2 separate regions of the Rattus norvegicus genome follow, and region 2 is linked to region 1. Evidence: chromatin contacts called from public Hi-C data. All regions are on one chromosome and are shown on one strand. The core of a region is the stretch at or near the end of the contact, and the rest is flanking DNA. Distances in the headings are between cores, read along the strand shown.

Region 1 (5,834 bases), core at 2,013-4,512:
CAATGTCCTCCAGACCCCAACTAATGTAAAATCACTTCCACCCCACCCCACTTCAACAAAAATCTGTCAAGTTATTCAGAATCTCCCCTGCCCCTGGTGTCTCTTGTGGGTAATTTTCCCTCCACTAACCCTACCTGACTCCTAGACTGTAAATCTCCACTTCTTCATGCTGTACTAGGAATGGGGTTCATGTCTATTCTGAAGCCTCTTCTTATTGCAATATTTCCTGCACACAATATGAATCTGTTTTTACCACATTGCTGTCTAGCTCTAGGTTTTTCTTTAATTATATGAAATTTTGTGATAATAAATTGATAGCGAAAAGTAATAAACATGCTTCAACCTGGAAAGTTTTTATTTAAACTGCTTACATATATTGAAAAGTCAAACTGGTGCCTTTAAAGCTCCAAGTTCTCTGGTTATCTGTAAAACTCGTGTGCGATCGCCACCAGAAAGTTCCACGCTTCCTTTAGATGTGAACCTCTGTCTGCTCCTCTTAAAAGTGAGACAAGGGTTCAGATTACAGGTCCATTCAATTCTTGGCTCTGCTGCTCGGGCTGCCAATTAGAGCATTTTGCAATACAGACATCTGTCCACTGGACCGAGACCAGCTCATTTCACAAAGCTAACTCTAACTAACTCTCTGTGGCAACCTGCGTTGGATTCCAGCTCGCGCCCTCTGGGGTTACAGGGCTTCCTCTTCTATCCCTAAATCCTCTAAACAGCCGGAAGTTAGGCAAACTCATTTTCAAAGCTAACTAATTACAAAATTAAAAAGTCATCCCTGTGTGCTGTGGTTGATGGAACTTTTACTGATGCTTTTACTTACATTCATGGTTCACACACAAGAAAAGTCACTCACGCCCACTTTTATTCGTGGAATCTGTGAGGGTTCGAATCGTCTTGAGACAAATGTATGTGGTAAGTATGGCTTAGACGGATTTCCGGTGAGCCGCTGCTATCTGTTAGCAGGGAGCTAATGGCTGCCAGCTTCCGTGTCCTGAAGGTATCTGCTGAATACCTGAGAAACTTTCTCTTTGCAATATAATTAATTTTTCTTTTCAAGGTAAGGAGTTCTATAAAGAGAAAGGTAACACTTGAAGTAACACTAGTCCGGATGTAGTTTAGATTTTTCAGGGAATATAGAATTGCTCTGAAAGAAGAAAGTCGTGAACGTAGCTTTATTGTTACATTTTTTTTATATAGTGGGTGTGTGAAGTAATTAGCTTCCAGGTAAAGATGACGTAACTATATTGATCCAGGCACCTGGCTCTCGCACACTTAATGAATCATGCAAACTGGCAAGAAGAGCTATAAAATTCCACCTGCTGCTTTTCTGTCCCCTGAGCGGGCGTTTATAAAGGAGGGAAACCTTGCTCACAAGTTGAGAGAGACAATGGTGAGAGAGGCTTCAGTGATTCCAGATCATGGGTATAAAGGAAACAAGGTGCTGTGTCGGTTCCTTGTGGTATGATGTTAAAATGACTTGGGTGATGGTAGCACTGTCCAGCTAAAATGACGGCTGTGCCATGAGATGCACAAGCGTCTGTCAGAAGACACCTGTCATTCACACAAAGCTCCAAACTTTATCAAGCTGAATGCCGACGACAGCTAACACTGAACTACTCCATGCCTGCCCCTATTTTACCTTTCTAAGATGCAGGTGTTGAATAAACCCCATTTCTTTGGACAGGAAGAAACAACACAAATTATAAAGGTCTTCTTGTTGTGTATACTTGGGCAATTAAAATTTCCTTTTTCATAGCCAATGGCCCCTGTAGCTGCAGCCTGTTAAAAGTACAAAATTTTTAAGATCTGGGGAATATTTGTGCCAGGGACAATACTTGACCAAACATAATTAGCCGAATTTAGATAAACTCTCAATCTGGCTTTCTTTAACTTGAATAGAAAAACATCACACACTTCATTGAACATAAATGAATTTGAAAATGAACATTTGGATTATCTGTAAGAATATTTTCCCAGAATAATAGGCCCAAGATTTTTGATATGCTGCATACAGTTCTTTGTTGACCCAAAGAATACGTCAGCCTTCTGTTTTCTCTGTCTCCCCCTATTTGCTGATTTTTGTTAATATTTATAATAACAGAAATAGTAGGTGAGGGAAAGCAATAGAATAACAGATCCATTGAAGTCTTTACTCTTTGTTTTTTTTTTTTCAGTGCTTCTCATGCATTTTCTTGGGGATAATTAGAGATAAATGGTATGGTATTATGTTTGCTCAGATAGCAATACAAAAATGCCTATTTCCGTCACTTTCAGTAATAGACTTTCAAGCTATATTTTCCTCAAACTTGATCCTCATTATTCCAGTAATATTTAAGCTATTAATTTCTCCAGAGAGTGCTTTTTGAAAATGGTAAATTATAAGACAAATCCTAAAATTACATTTTCTTTAATTTACAGTATTGTTCAAGCTGTACTGTTAGCATAAATGAATAGTCTGAGCTGCAGTCTGCAATAAAGCCTTGAGCATTAAACAGTTGGCTTGGAGACAGAAACATTAAGAATATGATTGAATTTTTTTTTTACAGAAGATGAAATAACAGCGTGCGCAAAGGCTCATTTATGATAATTCTAACATTTCTGCTACAGTTATAGAAACGTAACAACATTTACCAAAGAGAAAGGGAGAAAAGAAAGAAAGTGAGAGAGGTGAAGGGCTTTACTTTCTAGCCGACTGCAATGATATTGATTGTGCCCTTCGTGAAGCGATATTCGCAGTTCCGTGTGTGTTCCCCTTCTTTTGAGTTTCAAGTTTACCCTTTGGGGGGAAAAATACAAAAGCAGGGCTTTTCAAAACAGAAATCAGTGAAAGCAAATGTGTTTGTACTCGACGTCTAAAGCACAGGCATGTTATAAACACGTTGGGAGCTGCTGGAGACGGGGGGGGGGGGATGCTGGGGGGGACAATGGAATCTATAAGGGGCTATAAAACACCAGCATGCTGTATATTTCATCAGCCACTAATCATGCCAATGTACAATGAAATTGTGTAGAAGTTTGTCCTGAGTCTAAGGGTGTATTTACTATACTTCATTACGCACTAGTTATATCCGCTTTCCTTTCGTTTTACCTTTTTCAAGGATAGGAATTTTAAAATAAAGATAGAGACTACCTTTCCATACGACTGTGAAGACCAATCTACTTGGAGACATGGACAATCTGGTTGGTACATGACTAACAATAGCCAGGGCTAGGCAAGAAAAGGAAACGCTTTAAATTCTCCCAGACTAAAATCACTACCGCCATCTAGTGGTGACTGACTGTGAGTCTCCCAAATTCCAGAACACATCAACAATTTTTTTAAATGCCATTTTGTTTTTAAATCCGTGCTTATGTCAGAGAGTTGCGCTTTATAGGGAGTTTGGCGAATTTTTGTTAGTTTTCTGGAAGACGACACTACAATCTGAAGAAAGTGGCGTCGTGAGCTGTAGCGTTTCACTTCTGAAGCCGATAGCTTAAAATGGCAGGGCTGCCGTGTAGGTAGGGAGGCTTGACACCGTGGGCAGGACACACCACTGAGTGATAAAAGCCCTACCAGGGTTCAGGATGGTGCCCGGAATACAGCACGTTGGCAGGAGAGCAGGTGGAGGTAACCACAGCATCAGAAGCCTGTGACTGACTGTTTTTAAAGACTTGTGAGCAGGCGTTCAGCCTTAGGCCCAGAGGGGAAGAATGTTAACACGGGAGTCTCACCAAGAGTCTGAGTGGACCAGCCCTGTTAAATTCCCCCCAGTTTGCTACCATGAGATTATATCCCTTTTTGTCTAATCATATTAATCTGAACAAGTGACCACTTCTCATTTAACCAATGCAAAAAGTTTTGCCTGTTTCCTTGGGTTTGCATTTCTGAAGTCTACCGTGTCAGAGAAAACTGACTAAATGTGTTTTGTTTATTTGCTTGTTTTTCTCTTTTTTCCCTGGTGTTTCCGGGTGTTGTTCCAGGTGTCAGGCATAAGTGCTGTCAAGGGGAGGAAAAGGTATTACTACATGCTCTCTCTTACAGCATATGCAACACCACACACACACACACACACACACACACACACACACACACACAACTCAGAGAAAGTTTTCTTCAGTGAGCACGGACTGGGAAGGACTTCAAAAGACAGACAAAACTTAAGTCATTTTGAAAGAGAGAGAATGAGGTATACAGCCAGAGAAGACCAAGAAAGGTGTGCCCGTCAGTGAAACAGTCAGAGAAGCCTGGAAGACAGTGTATGGCCCAGAGGATCACAGACAACTTCCTCCCTGCAAACCTTCTCTTCTATACATGTGGCCAAGAAGGTGAGGGAGTGTAGAATGTGTAGAAATTGGTATAGGGATAGCTTCTAGGATGGTCTTACATGACAAGGTAAAGAGTGCTTCACTATATCCATGGACTCTACACAGCTTACAATAGGCAGTAATGTGTCCTAGAAACACAGGACCTTGTGCTCCGACACAAGCACAAGTCAATATTGTCTTCAAACTCTTTGTGGGGGTCGTTAGCAGGTGGAGAGTGAAGGTGTTGAGGGACACAGTGGGGTACTGAGCCCTGGAAAGGCCCCTGTGTCACTGATGTGAAGGACAGTGGGATAAGATTACAGTGTATTCCATGGTGGCTGGTGTATTTCCCTTGTACAGCTAATACACGTAAGGCTGCCATCCTGGTTACCAGCGTTTGGTCTTCCTCCCCTCCCGTTCCCCTCTTTGAGCACTTCGTACTTTCCTGTGAAGTGTTTTAAGGTTATTATTAATTCTATAATGATTTGCCATATACAATCTCTTAACAAATTATCTATAGTTACGCCGTGTTGGTTGGTAAGGGTGTTGATGTTGTTGTTTGGTTTATTTTGGTTTTGTTTTTTGTTTTGTATGCAATCCCTTAACAAATTATAATTTGTTATAGATTATCTGTAATTTGTTATGCCTCCATTGCATATATGCAGTTTCTTAACAAACTATCTATAATTATGCCCGTGCTCGTTAGTTAGGGTGTTGCTGTTGAGTTGGGGTTCAGGAGTCACTGAAGGAAGACCTCCAGACTCAGACAGTGTCAAGAACAAAAAGCATTTACTCTGCTGAAACAACCAGCACGCATGGGTCACCACTGCATCAAGGTGGCGACCCCAGACAAAGGCACGAAGGCCTTCTTATTGGGAACCGGGAGGTCTCTCTAGAAGGATTAGGTAATCAGTAATGTGATTGGTAGGACCCAAGGCTCTGACATTAGTACAGTTTTGATTGGCTACTATGTTAGGGTTAGGCAATCTAAAACCTCATTGTTGGGTGCCAGGATGCCCCATGGGCTGCATTCCTTCATGATGAAGGTTAATCACAGGATGGGCTGCCAGCACACAAAGGCCTATCCTGAGATAAGATCTCCCATCCATGTGGCTATCGTCACACTGTTCCTACTCTTCCTCAGGTGGGGGACTTTATTGTCTTCTTCCTGGACCTCAGGATCTGCTGCTGTAGTGGATCACATATGGGCTAGTTTCTTAGTCTGCTTCTGGAGCCAGTGTCTTAAGGCTTTTTTTGAAATCAGGCCTGGTCCTTAAATGGAAACAAGTGGGGTTCTTAAATGGAGACAAGTGAGGCTCTTAAATGAAGACAAGTGGGGTTCATGTTGCCCTTTCAGTTGTTGTTGCTGTTGCTGTTTGGTTTATTTTTGCTTAGTTTTTCAATCAGTTTCACACAAGCTCCGATCACCTGGGAAGAGGGAACTTTGGTTAAAGAATTCCTCCATCAGACTGGCCTGTAGGCAAGTTGTGAGACAGTGCTACCCCAAGGCAGATAGAGCAAAACAAGATGAAGCCAGTTTT
Region 2 (6,483 bases), core at 1,003-3,502, 73 kb after region 1:
TTTTAGTGCCCTAGAAAAATGCACTATCACTATGAGGAACTAGGAGTTAGACCCCCTGGTTGGCAGACAGGTAAGGGAGTGGTAGTTAATATAGTCAAGGGAAGGCAATAGAAAGGTGTCGAATTTTCAAAACAGCAGGCTTCTTCCTCACCATCCCGATTTGAGATAAGAACATGGTAATTTAAAACAAAGGCCCTGTAGGCTTCCGGCTCCTAGTTGCAGGCCCCCTGCTAAGAGACTGGCTGAACTGGTTCAACGCCGGATCAGGATTGGTTACATCACCATGGTGGGCTAATTAACCATTCCATCTTTCTTCAAACTGACCAACTCTTCAGTAGGTGGAGGAATTAAAAAAAAAAAAAAAAAAAAAAAAAAAAAAAAAAAAAAAGCCAGCCCCAGAGAAGAGCCTGAGTTTGTGTCTTCTGAATGCTGGTGTTTCCTGGTTTCCTCAATCCTTTTTCTTCTATAGCTGATTCAGTAGCTGCTGTCTCTGGTATTTGCTGAGCTTTTTCTGATCCTGTTATGCTCAGGAGTTTTCCTGCCCTTTAATTCTTTAACGGGCAGAGAAAATGAACCGACTTGACTGTATCAACTGAACTACCTTGCCTACTCTAGAATATTCAACTTAGCTTCAAGGTCAGCTTGAGACTTTTCATTCCTGTGAGAGATATAACTTACTGGAGAGAAAGTGCAAATAATTATAAAATACATAGAAAAACATATTTAGTTTCTGCCTTCAATCTCTCTCTCTCTCTCTCTCTCTCTCTCTCTCTCTCTATATATATATATATATATATATATATATATATATATATATTATGGTACATAATATTCATGCGGAACATTAAGTACTAGAATAGGAAGGGCAATATGTGGCTATATCATTCTTACGTTTTGTTTTCATTTTATGTGATGGTTGTTTTGCCTCGTGTATGCACAGCATGTGTACTCAGTGGCTGAGGAAACCAGATCCCTTGAAACTCAAGTTCTAGGTTGTGAACCATCGTGTGGGTGCTCTGACTGAACCCCGGACCAATGGAAGAGCAGCCAGTGCTCTTTGCTGCTGATCCAGGTCTCCAGACCCTCAATTACTGTTGAATGAATGTAAACAGCCTAGCCAGCTAAGATTCAGTCACACATTCATTTACCCTGCCTGTTTCTGTATTCAGAATGTATTCCATTCCTAACAATTTTCCTTTAAAAAACAAAATTGGCAGTATCAGATTGTCTCAATCTGAATATTCAGTTGTTTATAACGTTAAAAAAATTCCTCCCTCTTTTGCCTTCGCTATTTACCAGTCACAGTGCCAGAGATGATATTAGTAGTTTGCTGTTCCTTCCTGAAATTTTTGTATTGCCACAGGCACATACATTACTTCAAAAGGGTATTACATAGTCCTTCTAAAGTTGACTTCTCAGTATTTCGAAATCTTATCTTTGAACGCTTTCAGTATCAGTATATAAAACCCAAAAACATTACTTTATTGGTGAACATATCTCCCATTTCCCAGTTTAAAAATGTTACATCGGTTAAAAAATTACTAATTCGTGCTAGGTATCTAGATTCTAGAAATCCAACAAATCATTCAAGTTGTGTTTTGAAAGGCGCAGACGAAGCGCAGTTAGGATAAATCAAGTTCGAATCAGCTCTATCAGGTGTTAGTTGACCCGCCGTTAATCCTAGCTCTAATGTTCCAGTTCGGTTCTTTCAGATGTCTGCCTAAAGGACCTAAATCCTTGTGGAAGTTTCCTCTCAAATGTAATCCCTTCAGAAACTCCAGACATTTGGGATTAAAATTTTCATTCTGGCCCTCGCTAAAGAAAACCGACAACCTAAGAGCCAAGCAAGGATCTTTTAGGACAATAGAGAACTGTGATGCAAAAGAATTCCTTAAGGGAGAGGGCTAGGAGAAAACAAACGCATTCGCTCGCGTTCTCATTAGCATGGGTACACCTATTTTCAGCAGGCGGCCTGTTGGGGGGTGACTGGTGCACTCCGCACGTCTCCGGGGACGTGCAGGACAGGGGGTTGTTTTCTTGGCCAGGCCGGCGCATCTGTCCTTGCGCACAGGCCTAAATTCACACCAGAAGCCACGGCGCAGACGCAGCCTCCCACCGTTCACGTCCCCGGGGAGGGGCGGAGCAGTCGTGTCTTCCGGGTCGCAAGCGGAAGTGGACAAATTTGAATTCTGCGAGCCGTTGGATGGGGCCGAGCCGGGTGGGCGTACGACAGCGCTGCGGTCGACGTGAGCGGTAACGCATCGACCCTGGGACTTATACTCCGCGCCTGGTGAGGACGTGTCCCGGAGGGACTGAGGGTCACGGGCGGCCGGGTAGGTGTGAGCGGTGGGCGCTTCTCCTTGCGCTGGACGGTGCGCACCGCCGCTGTCGAGCCCGGAGCGGCTCTTTATTAGTTAAAGACAGAAGTGGGGAGGGTTGCACGGGAGGGGTGCTCGTTGTGGCTCCCAGTTGCTCCTGAGACCGGTCCCTCAGCGCAAGGAAATGACAGCCTTGAAGTGCCTCGAGGGGATTTAAGCTGAAATCCGAGTATCCTTTGTGTTTAAAACCGGGGTATTTTTCTTTCACGCCTTGACATTTCTTGTCTACCGCAAAAATCTGAGCTCTATTGCTCACTTAAACAGGCTACAGTAGCAGCGGTCGCTCTCAGATGTTAGTTTGCTAACAATGGGGATAGGGTCTAGTGTCACCCCCCAACCCCCACCCCGTTCTGTCCGGTCCCCGCTTTTCACCCTCTTCATTCATTTGGGTGACTGTTATTATCGAGTTATTTTAGAGGAACTCAGAGCATCAAGAGTTGAGTTTTCTTCCAGCGTTTTTGTTTGGGTTTTCTGTTTATCTTTTATGATGAACTGGACTCACAAACCCCGACAAAAAGCCATACGTTTTTGAACGGCTTAGATGTGCACGGTAAACGTAAACTTTCTTCTGAAAGAAGTTCTGTATTTTGCCCTATTGAAAACTGTCACGTTGCTTGTGTACTTTGTAGAAAAAAAGATCCTTTTAAGGTTTTAGCAACTGGGTAATGTGTCATCAAAATGTATAAGTATCACTTTAAAGTGGTTCTTAGTAACATCCAAAGTAAAATAATTTACTCATCCTCCTTCACGCCTGCGAATGAATGTTGTTTTCAGTATTCACCAAGAAGGAAAAAATTAAATAGCAAGCTCATTGAAATGAAAGTTTTCATTCAGTCAGGCTGCCACAAAGCTATTGGCTTCCCTTTCCCAAAGAGTGCAGTCAAATCTGCTAGCTTCATAAATGGTACCAGCAAGTCACCTGTTTTAGATTTTCTGTATCCTAATGTGCTTGCGCTTCCACTCTCTTCCTTTGTTTTTGTCTTTAACCTACATCAATAAATGTTATACTCATTATATGTATAAAGGCTCCTTCAATTCTGATGCCTTGGATAATTGCCTTTTAACTGAAAAGTTAGACTATTCTATCAGAGGTTTGAAAACATGGTCTTCTTAGGAAAAACCTGGTAATCTATTAAAGACATATTAAAGACTAGAACCAGACTTCTTGTTTAGAATTCTCATCGCTAGTACCTCATAGCTGTGTGACCTTGACTGGGGGAGCTGTGTAACCTCCCGGAGTCAAGTCTCTTAAGTGTATCACGGGGATAAAGACTTCCTTGTGTGATTATGATGGGGATTCAAGGAAGTATTACATGTATATGAAGCACGGTTAATGAGAGCAGATGTCTAAAGTGTAGCTACTAACCATGGTACAGCCATAGCATGCATTTTCATTAACTTGACAGCGTATATGAGATACATACAGTTTTCATAAGTAGACTAGTAATTTGTTCTTATAGAACTTAGAAAAGTGAAGACCAGAAACCAGATTTAATTAGATTATTTTATGTGTATGTATGTATGTATACATGCTTTATGATCAGAGGCATTGTGGTCCAATATGTAGGGACCAAGAGAGCCAGCCTGTCTCCTGGGGATTGTCAGTTGTGAGAGACAGCGTTTCCTTCTACCCTGTTGGTTCCAGGAGTCAAATGCAAATGTTCAGGCTTGGTGGCAGGTCCCTTTACCAGCTGAGCCATCTTACCGTCCTAAAATAAAACATTTGCAAGTAGTACTTTCTGTCTTTCTTAAGTCTCCAGCTGCTGTTTTGTAAAACTTTCCTGGGTCTTCTCATTTTATTCAATATGATTCAAATTTAAGCTTCTTTAAGAAAAAAAAAGACCTTTGCAGCCCGGCTGCAGACAGTCTAACTCTAAACTCAAGTGACAGGAAGACCAGTATTTGTTCATTCACATTAGTTCATGACATTGGCTGTTTTATACACATTTTCTCACTTACTGAGTGGTTTTTAAAATGTATGTTTCGCATGTGATGCTATTTGTGAAGGGGAGTGGTGTGCGCAGTATAGTGAGTGTCTGAGAGCTAGAAGAGCAGAACTGTTTGCTGTTCGTTTACCTAGAACTGAAGACCGCACTATCCTGCCTCATTCTTTCTGTAACACAATGTGTCCAGTAACGCAGGGCCATCCTTCTAAAGCCCACTGGGTGGGATGATCTGTGAAGCAAACTATGCCATCAGACACTCCTGCAGAGAAAATGGTATACCTGTTTGAATTAAGCTTGTAAGCTTAAAACAAGTCTAGAATTAGCTCATTCACATGATTTCTTCTTGAATGTTGGAGTTGGGATGCTACAAGATTTTGGATTCCAAGCCGCTGAAATCTTTTTCTGTGTTAGGATGACAGTGGGCATAGCGATCCAGTATGCAGACACCAAAAGAACCTGTTGGGGATCGCTTACATAGAAAAATTTAAAAGGAAATCACCAATATAAAATTGATCTGCTAGTTGGGTCTGTAAGCAGTACACAGTCTAAGGGCATGTGAATGCATTTTAGTGATGCTATCCCATTGTACAGATGTGCTCGAGTGTTCAAATCCATTCATCTATTAGTGCGTATATTTAGATCCCTGGGATTTTAGCCATCACAGAAAAATTACTTGGATATTTGTATGCAGTGAGCATGTCTTCGTCCAGTGTATGATAGAGATAGTTGGACATTTAACATTTTCTAGGTAAGAGTTGCGTGAAGTTAACCACTGCAAATAGACTGTTCACCCATAATACATTGTAACATAAAGCTGTGCCCAGTGGGAAAAAAGTCACCCCAAAAAAGGTAGCTAAAGTTTTCATCCTGCTCCCTAGCGAGCCTCCCATTTCATAGATAACTGATTTAATGTCTTCTTTTTTATCTCAAATTATATTAATTTTTTGATTTCTATTTTGGTTACTTTGGCTACTGGTGTCAATCATATTTCAAATCAAATCATTTCTTGAGTCTTTCTTGTGTTAATTTTGTTCTGTCCCACATTCCTGGCTGCTGCTTTGGTGCTTGGTCTCTGGTTTTCTAAGTCTTTGAAGAGCATCATTGAGTTCTCTCTGGTTTTAACAATGTAAGCATGCGTAGCCATGAACTTTCCTCTGCTTTTACTATTCCTTCTTAGGGACTAGAGACTCCCACAGGTCTCAAGCTGCCGCCAATCTGCTTTTACTGTTTCTTAAAGGCGCTGATACGTTATATTTTCTTTTTTACTTGATTATAAATTTTTTTAAATTTTTTATTGGATATTTGTAAATTTTTTTTTTAAGATTTATTCATTTATTATATATAAGTACACTGTAGCTGTCTTCAGATACACCAGAAGAGGGCATCAGATCTCTTCACAGATGGTTGTGAGCCACCATGTGGTTGCTGGGAATTGAACTCATGACCTCTGGAAGAGCAGTCGGGTGCTCTTAACCGCTGAGCCATCTCTCCAGCCAGTAAATTTTTTAAAGTTAAGTTTTTAAGTTTTTTTCAAGTTCATCAATGATCTAGTAATTTTAAGAGTATATTGTTACATTTTATAATTTATGATTTCTAGTCTTTTACTATGATCTGATCTAAATACAAGAAATTTTTTTCGGGGTTTTGATACTCTTTCAATCTTTCTTACATATTATCTGTTATTTGTTATACACAAATTAAAGAAACTAATTGTTCACCACCTTACTCCAAAACCCTCACAAGCTTTTCTTTCTTTCAAAGTTTTGTTAATGTATATGAATGTTTTGCCTGCATGTATGTTTGTGTGCCTCATGCATGCCTGGTGCCTTGGGTACCTGGAACTGGAGTTAGAGATGGTTGTAAACCGCCATGTGAGTGTTAGGAACTAAACTTGGGGAGTTAGGCAAAAGAGTGGCTGTTCAGCCATCTCTCCATCCGTCTAGCAAGTCTTAATTCATGTTAATGATTTTCATGTTTGCTTTTTCTAGAAATGTACTTTTGTTTTTGTGACAGGATCTCACTATTGCAGTCTTGGCTGGCTTGAAGTTACCTGTGTAGATGAATCTAGCCATGGACTCACAGAAATCCCCCTGCCTTTACCTCTTGGGTGCTGTTACTAAAGATGTCCACCACCGTGCTCAGCCAAGATGTACTTAAAA

The links. A called contact is a pair of places that touch in the nucleus more often than the background predicts.
Region 2: a Hi-C map of the A7r5 cell line shows a contact between it and region 1, with 2.7 times the contacts expected there. The contact joins the promoter of G2e3 here to the enhancer-like site in region 1. A contact is called at or near these places in 3 of 12 Hi-C or Micro-C datasets (the A7r5 cell line, frontal cortex and kidney).

The regions. Positions count from the first base shown.
Region 1 is chr6:74,423,794-74,429,627 of GRCr8, forward strand. No RefSeq gene overlaps it. Among named protein-coding and RNA genes, the nearest start is that of G2e3, 73 kb to the right of the region's middle. Within about 2 kb of position 3,263, at least 1 of the 93 cell types and tissues checked has an H3K27ac peak or open chromatin away from gene starts, as enhancers often do. A contact at or near this core is called in the A7r5 cell line, where this site is marked.
Region 2 is chr6:74,497,334-74,503,816 of GRCr8, forward strand. It overlaps G2e3 (G2/M-phase specific E3 ubiquitin protein ligase), which reads left to right and starts at 2,253. Exons shown (of 15, transcript NM_001106726.1): 1 at 2,253-2,333.